2 separate regions of the Mus musculus genome follow, and region 2 is linked to region 1. The links are chromatin contacts, called in public Hi-C maps. All regions are on one chromosome and are shown on one strand. The core of a region is the stretch at or near the end of the contact, and the rest is flanking DNA. Distances in the headings are between cores, read along the strand shown. Region 1 holds the start of C230014O12Rik (RIKEN cDNA C230014O12 gene). Region 2 has its middle 3.9 kb from the start of Gm34372.

What was found. A called contact is a pair of places that touch in the nucleus more often than the background predicts.
Region 2: a Hi-C map of the N1E-115 cell line shows a contact between it and region 1, with 6 times the contacts expected there. The contact joins the enhancer-like site here to the promoter of C230014O12Rik in region 1. A contact is called at or near these places in 1 of 15 datasets of contacts at CTCF or cohesin (embryonic stem cells), 5 of 484 Hi-C or Micro-C datasets (the N1E-115 cell line, bone marrow-derived macrophages, cerebellar granule neurons and 2 more) and 9 of 115 datasets of contacts at active chromatin or transcription factors (acute myeloid leukemia, craniofacial prominence, differentiating embryonic stem cells and 5 more).

Annotation. Positions count from the first base shown.
Region 1 is chr2:34,103,720-34,111,438 of GRCm38.p6, reverse strand. C230014O12Rik (RIKEN cDNA C230014O12 gene) reads left to right here and starts at 3,704. Exons shown (of 4, transcript NR_130173.1): 1 at 3,704-3,930.
Region 2 is chr2:34,631,261-34,638,979 of GRCm38.p6, reverse strand. No RefSeq gene overlaps it. Among named protein-coding and RNA genes, the nearest start is that of Gm34372, 3.9 kb to the left of the region's middle. Within about 2 kb of position 4,274, at least 8 of the 459 cell types and tissues checked have an H3K27ac peak or open chromatin away from gene starts, as enhancers often do. A contact at or near this core is called in the N1E-115 cell line, where this site is marked.

The DNA.
Region 1 (7,719 bases), core at 2,455-4,954:
CAAGTGTGTCTGCCGTGACATCTGCCAGCTAAGGCAGTAGGGCTGTGCCCCTGACTCCTGGCATGCCTGCCCCCTGCCACCCTGACATGCTTGATCCAGGCTTCAGTGGAACCTGGAGAAGAGGGTCTCTAGTCAAGTTCAAAGTGCCCCAGTCAGGACTAGGGCTGGCTGGGCCACCTGGCTGTCCCTCCAAGGCCCGCTGAGCCTTGGCCTCACCCGAGGGCCAGCTGGACGAATGCTCCAATTAAAGGTAATTCCCCCTTTCCTACCTTGAAATTCCTATCGATTTCCTCCCTAAATAGAAATTCCCATCGATCCCTTGTCTGCCCAGATTACTATCCTTGGCTGTTGCCTGCAGAGCTGCGTATCTTCCCGCTCCTTCCAAGGACCATAACTCTTCCCAAGGTGACCCTGCCACCACCCGCACCTCCCCAGCAGGGCTGAGAAGAGGACCCTCCTCTGCCCCAGGTGGCGATAAAGACATAAAGATGGCAAGATGCTTGGGACAGGCATGGGGAACCTGACTCTAAGACTCTTCGGCTCGTTGCTCAGGAGGGAGGAAGAGGACCAGCAGGTATAGCCTTGGCAAGAAGCAGACTCCCACAGGCTCCCAAGTGGGATCCTGGCAGCTGGGCCTCCTTGGAAGCTGTGATACTCTACGTTTGGTTGGGTTCCCCAGGACCTCTCAGGAGTGGGGAATTTATACCAGGTAAATTGGCATATGCTACAGATCAAGAGCCTGCTGGGGAGCGTGAACCAGCCCCTCCGCCTCCCCCATGTGCGCGCGCGCGCGCGCGCACACACTCGCTTCTCATGCTGTGGCGACTGGGCTGTCCCTTCCAGAAGCAACGTTGGCTCATCAGCCAACAGTCAGAGCCTCCTCTCCCCATAGCTCCGCCTCTGCACGTTCTTCTCAACACCCAGCCCTGCCCCACATCCATCATCAGTGCTCATGGGCCCTGTCAATCTTTTTCCCTTCTGCCCACCTCACTGTGGCGCTTCAGGGCCAGCTTAGTGGCTTAGTGGCTGGGTAGCTCAACAAGTCACTGACCACTTCTGGGGCCTTTGGTCTCCTATCTGGACAGTGGCTCTGAACAGTTCAAATTGTGTCAGGGCCACCTCCAAGCAGCTGGCTAAAAGCCTGGGCCACAGAGAGGTAAAGAGCCACGTCCAAGGTCACACAGCTATTCAGTCTTGACTGGGATTTGAATCTGTTTCCGTCCCTTTGAGGTTTGCCAGGCTGTTGACAGTGATGATGCTGCCTCTCTGCTCTATTTCCTTGAGCTGGGGTCTCTCACTGAACCTGGAGTTGAGCTGGGGGTCAGAAAATCCCAGAGATCCTATCTCCCTGCTCCCTCCCTCCAAGATGCTGCAAGTGGCTATACTGGCTTTGACTTGGGATCTGAACTCAGGGTCTCAAACTTGCACAGCAAGTGTTTAGCCTGCTGAACCATCTCCCAGCCCACCCACACCCCCTTTTAAAGGCAAGGTCTCATGTATCTCAGGTTGATCTGGAACTCTCCTGATCTCCTTGCCTCTACCTCCCCAAAGGTCTTGATGCCTTTTTTCAGAACTTGTGCGTGGGAAGGACCGAGGATGTTCTTGGGTGCTCTTCTTCGTCTTTCCATACCCCCAGAAGGCCACACCAGTAGCACAGCCACTGATACCTCAGCATGGCGAGGAGCTCTGACACTGGGCATTTCCTTCAGGGACCTCTGCAGTCTCTCCAGAGCCGCCAACCTTGTTCTCCCTGTCCCAATATTCTGTCTGATGTGGAGACATGTTTGTGCAGTGTAAACCTGATTATTTCCTTATTAGTGATTCACCATGCTTAATTCACTCTTCCCATTGATCCTGCTCCAAACGGAGGGACGATCCTGCCCCTCCCATTCCATCAGCCACTTTGATATAGTGGGGGACCCAGCCTCTCTGTTGGGGGACCTGGGTAGCCAAGTGGTGATTGGCTAGATTTGCTTAAAGTTCATTTGGGTATCTGATTGCAGGAGGGCAGGTGTGCTGGTTGGATTTTTGTCAACTTGACACAGCTAGGATCTTCTTGGAAGAGGGAACATCATTTTCGAAATGCCCCTGTTACAATGGTTTATGGCCAAGTCTGTGAGGTATCTTCTCAGGTAATGATTAATGGGGGAGGACCCAGCCCACTGTGGGTGGCACCATCCCTAGGCTGGTGGTCCTGGGTTCTGTAAGAAGGCAGACTGGACAAGCTATGGAGAGCAAGCCTCAGCTCCTGCCTCCAAGTTTCAGCTTTGGGTTCCCTTCATGGTAGACTGTTAACTATAAGATAAAATAAACCCATTTCCCCCCCAGGTTGCTTTTGGTCAAGACAGGCTATCATGTGGGTGGCAAAGGCCGAGGCACCCCTGAGGCCGGGCGTGTGGACATCAGTGTTTCATTTGACACACAGGTGACCCATGTGGTAGGGTCAAAGGCCACACTCCAAGTAGCCCAGTCCTGGCTCAGTGCACTTCCCTAACTAACAAAAGATGCTTCCGGCTTGGTGACGGTTGGTTCCTCTCTACCCTTTTTGTACGCAGACCCCATGCTATCAGGCAAGGCTCTGTCAGAGAACACACCCAGAGCCAGATCGGCATCTTTGTCCTCATGAGGGTCTCATCCTATTAAAGGAAGCAGACACTAAAACTCCGGGACAGGTCCACCCTGATGGTGTCAAACTCTGTGAAGAAAGTTTGTGTGTGAGGGGTTTCTTTAAGGAGGGTTCCTCTGGGCTGGGAAGCCGGACCAGGCTGCCAGCAGTCTTGACTCAACATTCTGAGGTAGAAGAGGTATAAAGGCCTCAGGCAGGTGTAGACAAGGCTGCACTGTGAAGTGCTAAGATCCTGCTTTCTGGAATCCGGCCTGGAGGGCTTCCTGACTTAGAAGCCGCCCCGAGTCCAGAGGAAGTGCGACTCTGTCTTTGCTTCCTCAGCTTCCTCCTCTTCCTCTTCTCCTCTGGGGCCACCATCCGCAAGCACCCAGGAGAACTGAAACATCCTCCCTAGGTCAGGGCGCCCTTCTCCCCGCACGTAACCCTGGACTGCCACGGAGGCAAAAAAACCCCTGTTCGTGGAGCCGCTGAAAGGTGCGGGCCTGTGAACAAAGCAGCCCGTTACACTTAGGCCCCAATAAAAACGCTTCTAAGGGCCTAATTAACAGTTTAGGTACATATAAAAACATAATGAGAAAAACAATCTGTTTGCAAAAAAGGGACGAAAGAAAAAGAAAAAAAAAATTAAAAGGCCAAATTGGCAGAGCCTGGCCTGCTGCTGGGCACGTGGCGTCTGCACAGCTCGAGTGGCCGGGAGGGCTGGCCTAATGGTCTCCTCACATGCCGATATTCCACCTCTGTATGTCTGAGCAATTTTCAACTTGGCAGGAAGGGAGCCGCGCGGAAATTTGCGTAAGCCTTGATAAATATTTTATGCAAATTAAAATTGAATTCTTTGCTTAGTTTAAGCAATTTCCCTGTAAGGAGTGTGTCGAGGAGAGAGATTACAACATTTGCCTGGTTTGTTTATAATTTAATTTTTTTTTTATGTTGCGGCTGGCAGAGGAGGAGATGGCAACACCTGTGAGTGTTTATAACGTCCCATCTCCTTCACAGCTGCTCCTATTCAAAACACCTCGCCGGCGTAATAATTTCATAAAATTTCATGATTTACCATCTGCTCGTGCCGGTTTGGGCTTCAGCAATAAGCCCGCGCGTGGCGCCCGGCCCAGAAAGGTACAATAACTGTATATTTTAACTTAATGGTTTTTTGGGGGGCATGCAAATTTCTGTGAGCAGATTGTGTTGAGGCCTGGGCTTGGAGCGGCCTCCCTGAGCCCCAGAAGCCCCCCGGAGCACCCCCGGCTCAGTGAAGGTTGCCCGTGTCAAAATCGAGATATCAAACACCGAGGCTGAAAGACAAGGTAGGAGGTGCGAGAGGATTATTTTCCTTTTAGCGTTTGATGTCTGTGCATTTGGGTAATTAAAATGATTACTACAACAATTAAAGCAAGTAATTAGAAACTAATTACACCAGCATTTTTTGTGATTACAGGAGCAGATGAAAATAGTGTTCAAAATTAAATTCATTGCATATTCATGGGAATGAAATTAAATACTGCTGGGTGGATGAGATAATCGGAGGAGAGGAGAGAGGAGAGGCATTCTGGGGATTCGGAGAACAGACTGCGGTTAATACTCCAAACAGACATTTGGTTAAATCAGTGATAATCTTTTAATGGCTTTAAAAGGGGCTAATATTTGGAAAGCAGTCAAAATTGCTGAGAGTTTCTGTTTTTCACTCACTCTGTGATAATACATACCAGCTGTAGCACAATGGAAAACATTTAATCATTAGCCACTCAAATGGAGGCGCAGGAGCCAGCGTCTCCCCGCCTCTCCTGGTGTCTCATGCACGACAATAAATTAAATTAAAGAATCTTAGCAGCTCTTTCTTCCCTCCCCCACCCCTCCTCCCTCTCCTCTTTCCCGGCTATTGACTACTTCCCAGCCACTGCCTTGCCACGACCATTTAATGAGATCCCGTAGATTAAATAGATTTTCTGTTTAACTCCACACTGGTGAGATAGCATGTCAACGACGGAATGGCTATTAACATTTAAATATTTCACAGAACAAAAAAAAATCGGAATATGAATTTTTCATTGTTGCGACGCTCCCCCTGCCCCTCCCCCTTTCTCTCCCTCTCTTTTTCACGGCTCTCTCTCTCTTTCTCTCCCTTTCTCTGCTAGACCTAATGAAACTAAAGTAATTAGAAAGATACAAGAAGAGGGCTTTCACCAGAGTGCAATTAAATTGAGCGGGGAGCCGTTATTTATATAGGCTGGTCACTCCGTAGCTGCGGCTATTTTCTCAGCCTGCTTGAGTCATAGATTATTACAAGAGATTAATAATGTAAATTTCACTGACTCGGCTGCTCTCCGAGCCTTGGCCTTCAGAAATTGATGGGCACGCCATCCATCACCTCCTCCGGCCCAGGCCTGTCCCTCTGCAGGGCTCACCAGCCTTGGCACCCCACCTTGAGCTCACCGACTCCCTATTCTGTTCTGCTTTGCCCCTGGGTCCCCACCTTCTCCTTTGTGTGTGTGTGGGTCCCTAGTTCTCTGTAGCTTTTTTCTTGTATTTATCTCTCAATGCCTTCAGTGCTAGCCCTGTTTAATTTCTGGCTGATTTTTTAAAAGAGGGGCTCCACACAATGCTGTGGCTCCCCACACCCCAGTATCTGAGAAGGGGTCCATTTGCCTCTTATAAACCCATACAGTAGTGGCTGGATTAAAGGCACAATTTGCCAATGGTCTCTTCTTCTCCCCCGATTCTCCCTCTGGGACCACTCTCTGTCTGTCTGTCTGTCTGGCCATCTATGCATCCATTCTCTACACGTCTCGGCGCATGCACATCTGTTCCCTACTGCCTTTCCAGCCACAAGAGGGTAGAGCTGAGACTGGGGTCCTCTGTGGTTTCCTAGCGGTGTGACCTTGGCTTAGAGCCTTCTGACCCTCAACCACTAAGGAGAGGTAATAAATCAGGTATTACAGAGTCTGCGGGCAGAGCAGGAGGAGGCCTAGGTTCACAGAGGGGACGCACTGGTGAAGCAGGGTGCCCTCCCTCACCTCTGCTGGTGCTCACAGTGTGTCCCTCCCAGCATCTTCTCAGCCTCAGAGCATCTTGCCAGCTGATTGTGTTGTGAGGAGGGGTGGTGGCCAGAGCCTGGACTGAGTAGGGGTGAGGTCAAGGAGGAAGAGGTCCCTAAGGCAGGTCTCTGGTGTGTCTCGCCCGTACCTGCCCAGTCTGGGAGTGACTTCATTGTGTGACTGTGAAAACTGCTCAAAATGTGCCCAGACAGGGCATTCTGAGGAGCCAAGAGGGCCGGCTTTCAAAACAATTAGCGCCAGCATCTGCCTGAGCACCCATGCTGGTTTTGTATAATTAAAACAAGGCTCCAGAATCCCACTGGACACTCTTTAAAAACGACTCATTTTCGGCATTATTTACAGTGATGAGATGGTGTGAGGGAGACTCCTGGACCCCTCCAGCTGCCCCCGAGGAGAGGCCTGGTGCCTCCATTACCAGCTGGGCCTCCTGGCTTCTGCTCTCTTCCTAAGGGGTGGTCCCAGCACCCAGGGTGGGCCTGAGAGCACTTGTGCATGGTCGAGGCTCAGTGTGGTCCTTCATTATCTACTGGGGCGGGTCTTGCTGGCTGAGCCAGGGATATAGAGATAGATTTTGGAGGAGGCAGGAACGGAGAGGGGGTGGACCATGAGTCCCCTTGAATTCTAAGGACTAGAACTAAAATTTAAAGATTTATTTATTTTATTTGTATGGGTGTTTTGCCTGTATGTATGTCTGTGCACCAAGTTCATGTCTGATACCTGCAGAGGTCAGAAGAGGGCATTGGATCCCTGGAACTGGGATCAGATGTTGAGTTGCCGTGTGAGTGCTGGGAACCAAACCCAAGTCCTCTGCTGGATCAATAAATGCTCTTAACTGCTGAGCCATCTCAAAACGGGGTGGTGTGCATGTTCGTGTGTGTGTGTGTGTATGTGTGTGAAAAACTGTTTTTAGTCATCTCTGAATGTATATGTATATGGGTCCTGGTGATTGAATTCAGGCCATCAGACTTGATGGCAAGTGCTTTTTACCTACGTGGTTACCATCTTGTCAGCCCTGGAACTTTTAAATAAAAGCTAAGAAACAAAGAGGTGGCAGCAGGTCTCAAGGAAAGCAGTGTATTGGAAATAATGACTGTGAGCAAGTTATGGCACTAAACTTCAGCTGTGGAATGTGTGGATCGACAAGACCAATGTTGGTGTCTAGCCTGGACAAGGCTGGTGGGTGTTGGTGTCTACCCTGGCTTGTATTCACACATCCATGCCACCCCAGGCTGTGAGCATTCGGAGCCCATGAGAACACACACGAATGTGATCCCATGTGGAGATAGACACACATGCACTGAGCCTGTGTTTGAACACACGAAGAGCAAGCACTTCATGTATCCAAGTGTGAGATCAGGCACCACTGGGCATGTAAGTACACACTTCCACATGCTCAGCTGAGCACACGTGTGCACGCACAAGTGGGCACAGATGGGTGTGGCAGGCACTACTGCCTGGTAAAGCCATGGGGGCCACGTCCCCCATTCTCATTCTGGAAAACCCTGACTCACTGGGGGCAAGGTTTAGGGACAGTAGATCTGCCATGTGTGCCTTTAAAGACACTTAGAACAACATAGCATGGGCACCAGTTTCTGGGCTTTCAGGGAAGCAGGAGCAATGCTGGCTATCTGGGGACAGGCAGCTGCCCATGGTACCATGTGGGACTCTGGGGTCATGGCTGTACAGAGAACCTCAGGGAGAACCATTGTGCATAGGAGAGACTGGTCTGGGTATGAAGGAGATCAGAGCATGACATAGGGACCCAAGCCATTCACTTTCTCCAGCCTGTGAGGTTGTCATCATGTTGAGAACAACCAAGAGAACAGGATTTTATAGAAGCAAGAGACCCAAGGCTAGATGCTGGGTGGTCCTGTACTCAGACCAATCCCTCCACTTGGCCCCATTTCTCAGATGAGCTAACAGAGGCCAAGGTCACTGTGACCGTTTGGATACATGTCCAGTCAATCTTTATTTCCACTCATATCACAGAGGAAACTCCCCCAGTCTGTTTGTCAGTCTTGGCCACAGAACTCTTCGAGG
Region 2 (7,719 bases), core at 3,025-5,524, 530 kb before region 1:
TGTGTGTGTGTGTGTGTGTGTGTGTGTGTGTGTGAGAGAGAGAGAGAGAGAGAGAGAGAGAGAGAGAGAGAGAGAGAGGTGGGGAGGGGGAGCGAGGTTAGAAGTGACTGTCACAAGCCCAAGAGGGCCTATGAGGTCACCCCAGTTCAAGGGCTCTAAAGTCCACAGACCTCATCTGCTAAGGGGACCAGTGGGAGCCTCCAGGTGGGGGCTCACTAGGATAATTAAGCCAAGTCATACAGAGGGTGCAGTCCCCAAGAGCAAGGGTCGCCCACTTAGGCACTGGGGCAAGATTAAGAGCAGGCAGGGGCTGGGTGCAGGAGGCTTGTGATGGCAGATCCTCTGGCCACCAAAGCTGGAGCCACTGGTGACATGAGGTGCCTGTGTCCCCTCCTTCTGCCCAAGCACTCTCCCATACCTGTTTCTCAGTTTGTCCATGGTGCCCCTAGTCTCTTTCCACACCTAAGCAGCTTTTAAATCCAGACCCCATGCTCAGAACCCACCCAGGACTCGCTGGAACCCAGCTGGGCCTCAGCTCCCAGCAGCGGCTTGTCCTACACTGGCTGAGCAAGGTTATTCTGGGACCCCTGACCCTGCCTGAGGCAGAGTGGGTAGGGGCACAGACCAGATTCTGTACCGGGTTTCTTGACTTTTTTTTTTTCCCTTCTTTTAAAAAAAGACACTGAAGCTGTCTTCAGACACAGCAGAAGAGTGTACTGGGAAGAAGTGGGTTTCTGATCCCATTACAGATGGTTGTGAGCCACCATGTGGTTGCTTGGGAATTGAACTCAGGACCCCCTGGAAGAGCAGTCAGTGCTCTTAACCACTGAGTCATCCCTCCAGCCTCAGTTTCTTGACTTTGAAGGAGGCCCCTGAATATCACATATTTTGAGGCTCAGGACAGAGAGAGTGGGGGTCCCAATCCTTTGCTGGGTCTAGTACTTAGAAAGGGCCAGCTTGTGTGAGCTGACATTTCAAGGTCCTCCCCATTTTCAGGGCCTATTCAGCATTTAGTCCTGTCCCCAGGAACCCCATTGCCACCCCACAGGCAGCACCAAGTCCTGGGAGGACTGGACCCTCCGTGGAGTGGCTGTCATCACAGCTTGGGGCCGCTGTATCTGCAGCTACATCCGGGAAATTCAGACCCAGATGCGGGAAGATGGAGGACCCATGGCCCTGACCTAAAGCTCTGAGAGTGTGGCCGTGGGAGGGTGACGTACACAATTGTAGTTGACCTGGTCACTCTTGTCTTGCTATAGATGACAAAGAAAGAGTAAATCCAAGCGGGGTGAGATCTGGCCTGGGCTGGTGGCGCAGGGAGGGGCAGGACCCTGGCAAGGAAGGTGGCTCAGGCCAGGGCTGAAGAGGGGTCCTTGCTCCCCATGGTCATTCCAGGTTTCTGGCCTTTGCTGTCCAGCTGACAAAATTCTCATGATTAGGGGAGCGGCCTAATCCCATTTGCTGGGAGCCTGGTCTTGGTCCTGCTGGGTGTACTGGATCCGAATGTACTGGATCTAGCTCCATTCTCTGGGTCTTTTAAGTTGAGCTCCTTGGGAGCAACTGTAACCACCAGCCTGGCTGGGGGCCGAAGCTGGGAGACCTGAGAGGGTTTGATGGGAGGGGCTGGGGACCCATGTTTCCCTCCCTTTATCAATAGCCATTTTATTTATTTATTTATTTATTTATTTATTTATTTATTTATTTATTTATTTATTGAGACAGGGTTTCTCTGTATAGCCCTGGCTGTCCTAGAACTCACTCTGTAGACCAGGCTGGCCTTGAACTCAGAAATCTGCCTGCCTCTGCCTCCTGAGTGCTAGGATTAAAGGTGTGCGCCACCATGCCTGGCTCAATAGCCATTTATTGAGCACCTACTGTTTGCCCTGGGCCATACTGAGTGGGACAAACTCTGTGTTCTCACTTCCTACAGGGCTTTGTCTGTGAGCATTGGACACTAAGTATGTATGTATCTATTATTGCTGTGCATGTGTTGTATGTAGGTAGTATATGTGCACATGTGTGTGAATGTGGAAGCCAGAGGAGGACATCAACTGTCCCACTCTATTACTCTTCACCTCACTGAACCCCGAGTTAGACAAGCAGTCAGTAATCCTTGGTGATCTTCCTGTCTCTATCGCTCATGGCTCTGTGGTTACTGACATGTGTGTAGCCATGCATAGCTTTTACATGGGTGCTGAGGATTTGAACTTGGGTCTGTTTTCTTGCACAGCAAGCCATCTTACCCACTGAGCCCTCTGGACAGCCCCTAATTATGTACTATTTAATTTCAAGGACAAGAGATGGCAGGTCTTGGTATCCACTGGGGATGTGGGCAGCAGAGGTCCCACAAACACGTGGATATCAGTTCACACTCTCAAGTGGGAAGGGTGGGGAAGGAAGGGGCAGGCAGGTTGTGGGGCCACAGCTCCAAGAGGGATGAATAGAAGGGAAGGCAGGTGAAGCCTTTTAGGGACAAGGGAAGAGAGCCACAGTCCAGGGGACTCTGGATTTTGCCCTAAGTCTGTAGGAGGTGGAAGGCCTATGGCCCTGGGGGTGTAGCCATGTCTGAGCCAACTCAGGGAGGTAGGTTCTTGATGTCCTGGGAAGGCCAAGGTTCCTGAGAAGCCAGGGGGAGGCCGGGCTTGGGGAGGAGCAGCTATATGCATGGGCAGGGAGGAGACAGAACATGGAGGTCATTGGTAGGGGTCAAGGCCCAGGACAGCAGATTGTCACCAGGCCTGCGGCTGCGCTGGCCCTGGGCTTGGTCTATCCTAGGCCTTTATGTTCAGCCCTGGGGAAACACTTGGGCCTGATGGTATGTTTTCCGGAGGGAACGGATGGTCAGAATGAAGGGAGGCGGCTGGCGGGGGTGGGGAGTGGTTTTCCCGGAATCCTAGATCAAGCCTTAATAATTTGTTTCAGAATTAATGTGCGTTCACGCCATCTTTGCTGTTCCAGCTCATTGAAGATTAAATAAAAATGTGATTCCCCTCCCCCCAGATGGAGGGAGAGAGACCAGGTCTAATCTTTCCAGCTGGGCCAGCTGGGAAACTACCACTCCATGGGGAATAAATCTCTGGGGGAGGGGACTCTTGACTCTCTGGCTTTCAATCCAACGGGGCATAGTGGCCCTAGTTATGTCTCATATTATCGAGCTGATAATCTTTTATTGTATCGGGAGACCTTTCGTGGATGGAAGCTCTGAGCCTTCTCAGGGCTGAGGCTGATGCCTCACTAGGCTCTGTGGCAGGGGCATGGCCAGATCCTCACAAGCGGATTCTAAGTGCCTGGGCACCAGAGAACCCAGGTCTCTTTGTGGAGAAATAGTGGTTCTTTGCCTCATTCTTGGCACCCAGGCCAGGGAAGCCGACTGAGGCAATGTGTACTCATTCCTTTTTTCCTTCAGTTACTCATCTACTCAAGGATCAAGTTATTTTTATGTTGTTTTTTGTGCCAGAGTTTGAGGGCAACCAGGCAGGCAGGCAGACAGACAAGCAAGCAGATAGGCAGGCAAGCTGGCTTCTTATCAGGGTCACCACCACTTTGTCTTATGCCTCAGGATTAGCATGCCCTGATCTTGGACCATCTTCTCTGACTGGTCCCTTTTCTCCTCAACATTTCATGTGGATCAAGATAGAGGAGGTATTAATCCAGCGTGTATAGAGGCATTAGAAGCTGACTGGGTTTGTCCCCTCCCCTCCCCTCCCCTCCCCTCCCCTCCCCTCCCCTCCCCTCCCCTCCCCTCCCCTCCCCTCCCCTCCCCTTCCCTTCTCTTCCCTTCCCTTCCCGGTTTCTCTGTGTAGCTCTGGCTGTCCTGGTGGAACTTCCTCTGTAGAGCAGGCTGTCCTTGAACTCAGAGATCTACCTGCTTCTGTCTCCGGAGTGCTGGGATTTAAGGTGTGCACCATCACTGTCTGGCAACTGTCAGAGTATTCTAAGAAGCAGAAATACCTTTTCATGTTCATGTGACTGCAGAAGCCTCGGTTGTGGGCTGGATACAGGGTCAAGATGTCAGTGAGGGCTTTGGAGTCTCGCCTGTCTCTGTGTGCTTCCATACCACGTGTCAGCTAACTTCATGTTTTAATAAGTTGTCCACACACACCTTTGATCTTATAAATTAGATTTATCATCCTATATAGTCCAACCTGGGCCAGGCAGCTGCCCCTGTCTCCAAAATGCCAAGATTATAGGTATCCCTTGATATAGCTGGGTTATGTAGTTCTGAGCACTGGACCCAGGGCTTCCTGCATGCTAGGAGACATATCCTGATTCCCAGAATCAAATCAGAATCTAGGACCTTGTGCAAGCTAGACCACACTAGACCATGCTAGACCAGAGACTCGTGTGGGCGGAGCTCCCTGGAGTCTTTGATCAGGGACAAAATGCAGCTGGGTCCCAGCATAGCCAGTGTTCCGGGTCCAGTGTGCAGTGTGCCTGATCATTGTCTGTGTTAGGGGACTCAGGCTCTGGTGGGGACACAGGGGCAGGCACACTCAGAGCTTTGCCAGGTTGAAACTGAGCCCTCATAGGCAGTGCTAAGAGGGTAGAAACTTGATCTGTGGTAGCCAGAAGTAAATCAGATTAAAATGGCCTGATGCTGCTGATCTCTGACCTTCACACACACACACACACACACACACACACACACACACACACACACTCTCTCTCTCTCTCTCTCTCTTTCTCTCACATCAATATGTACCCTAGCCCATGACACAGAAAATGGACAGAGTGTCCAAAACCTTTTTAAAGTACTCAAGAACTCAGTGACAGAAAGCTCTCCATAATAACAGGACAAAGGTCCCATGTGGACACTTCCCACAGCAGTGAGCAAATGTCCTGACTATTCCCACCAGGGCACGCTGTGTCAGCAGCCTCTGCTCTGAGCATCTCTCCACGCTGGCCACTGACACAGACCTTCATCCCCACCTCTGAGGCTCCCTATAGGGGTGGGGGTGGGGTTCCTGGTGCCTGTCAGTGGCTTCAGTGGCATCTTTGACACAGGGTCATTACCAGGCTCCTGGCACCTGTAGAGGGCTGAAAGCCACCCTGGGCCTGGCTTACAGTGTCCCCAGCCTCCTGTTCCCTGGTGTTCTCGTTATTTCCTAGTCTAGGCCAGAGCACCCTTTCTCAAAGACCCCCAGTCTTTGTCGCCCAGCGCTCTGTCACTCGGCAGCACCCAGAACATGGTTTGGCTCTCGCTGTAGGCCTCAACCAATGGGGGTTCTGCTCTGGGCCACTTGGTCAGGGTTGAGGTGGAAACCACTCTGGTTGTCCCAGGAGAAGGAGCTGAGGGGCTGGGCAGAAGCTGACACAGGTAGAATAAATACCCTGAGGACCGGTCCCACGGACTGGGCAGGGAATCATTTCCTGTCCCGGCTGCAGCCTGAACTGTGTGCAGCCGGGCACAGGATGGGACGCAGGAAGGCCTGGAGACCTCCACATCTTGGCTAATTTTTTTAAGGAATTATTTTTAATTATGTATGTGTGTATGTCTGGGTATTTTAGTTATGTATTCTGTATATGTGTGGGTATGTGCGCATGTGCAGGTGCCCATCGAGACCAGGGGCATCAGATCTCTCAGGCATTTGTGAACCTCTGGGAAGTGACCTCAGGTTCCATGCGACAGGAATGCCTACTCATAACCTCTGGCCGCCCCTCCAGCCCCTGCATTTGGTTAGTCACCGGAGCGCATTTCCTTGTGGTATCTTGCAGGTGAGGGGACGGAGGCCCAGAGTATTGAGGGAAGCACTGAGAGAAACTTTAATTTGCTCCTGCTGGAGGGACCCACCGAGATTGATGGGCGTGTTTGGGGACACAGGCCCAGACCACTCTCTGTAGGAGGCTCCTTCCACAGCTGTCCCTGAGAGGAACCCAAATTAGTCCCCTGGACTTCCAGTTGGATCCCTACTGTGTGCCATAACTTCCTTTGAAGGGAATTTAGAGGGACAAAACCTGTGTGGTCAGGTGGACGGGACTCTAAGAAGCTCAAAGGCTAACATGGAAAGTCCTGGAGAGAGTTCTGGTTCTGTAGCCCAAGCTGGCCTGCGACTTGGGTCCATGTGCCGTGTGACCAGGCCACACCTGTATCCTCTGTGTCTGGTTCTGTCTCTGTGCATCTTGGGTAAGCATGCCTGCCCTGAGCATTGCTTCAGTTCTGTAATCGAGTCCTCATGGGTGGTGACAGGAGGTGGTGAGTTCGAGCCCCGCTAGGACTCCTTGACAATGAGCTATAAAGTGACTTGCTCCAGTGTCTCAACAGCGACAACCACATCACAAAACCAAGTCAGATAACAGCGAAGAACAGCAGAAAGGAGGCGTCTGTCGTCTGGGCATCTTATGTTTTGTTTGGTGCCTTCTTCCCCTGCCCCAAAGGCCCACCTGCATCACTACAGAGGATCAAGGACACTAGCGCTCACCCACCCTGGAGCACATCGGGTGGGAGCTCCGGCTGCTTTCCAGTCTGAGCGCCTCTCCCCAAATGGTTCCCATCTCCTGTGCAAACATATTTATTGGGTTTGATGGCAAACACATTATACTTGTCCCAGGAAGGGCAGTTCCAAAGAGAAAACCTTGAAGTCCGGGAAATAATGACGGGGGAGTTAAATTAAAGTGTATAAAACCCTCCCGAGAGATAACGTCAGGGTGAGTTACAGGCCCGATAAGGGATTGGGGCTTCTCAGAGGGGCTCAGAAAGGTCGCCCAGTAGTACGCAGAGGACCAGGAATCATAAATATGGGGGCAAGATGCCCAGCCGGGGTCGCCGGGGTGAAAATATTGGGGTCATTCCAAAAACAATTATCCTGCTTCACTCTTCAGATCTTGTAAATCTTTTGTCTCTTATAAGACGTTTCTGGAGAAAGACACACTTTGGAAGCTTTAACCAATTTTGTAGCCGCTCTGGTGCTTGAGCTAAGAACAAACAAAAAGACAAAGGGGGAGCGTTACCCAGCATCCTCAGGGGCATAGGGATAGCTGACGAGCTCCGTCTTATTCTTTGGAGATTTGGGGCTTACCTCGGGTTTGGGTTACCTCATTTGGAGCCAGTGTGCAACTTAACAATTCATTTTGTTTTGGATCTGGTTCTTGCCTCCCCGTTCCAGCCCCCTCTTTGGCGGCCGACACAGTGGCTGAAGGGCAGCCATCTTAGCTCCTCTGGTGGGCCTGACTGTGAAGCCACCCTGACCGATGTTGCTGTCACCTTGGCTGACATGTATTAAGGCTCCTGTCCCCACAGAGAGCCCTTGGAACTAGAGAACGGGTTGAGGCTTTGGCTGGGCTCCTCCACACTGCTTTGGGTCCAGCTTTCTTCTTTTGTGCACTGTGCACTGTCGGGACAGTAGAAAGCCGTAACTGATTTTATAAATACTGGCTGGCACCTGTTACCTGTCTTCTGTTCTGCAGGCCTGACTACCTCAGGCAGTCACTCATTAGATTCCTCTGTCACCTGTCTTGAAGCACAGGGCTCGATGGCTCGTGACAGGTTCTGCAGGAGGGCAAAGGGGCGCAGTCACATACACCATAGTGTTTGGCAAACCTCTGTAGCTGCAGAGTGTCCCTGGGAGTCTTTAATGCCATGCTTTTATCCCTAAGCCTGTGCTTGTCCCTGAACTCAGGGAAGAGACAGACAGATATACTGTACGTAGGCCATAGGAGACTCCCACAGGAAAGTGGGTTTTCCTGAATGGCTGCCTACTTACACTGCACAGACTTCTTGTG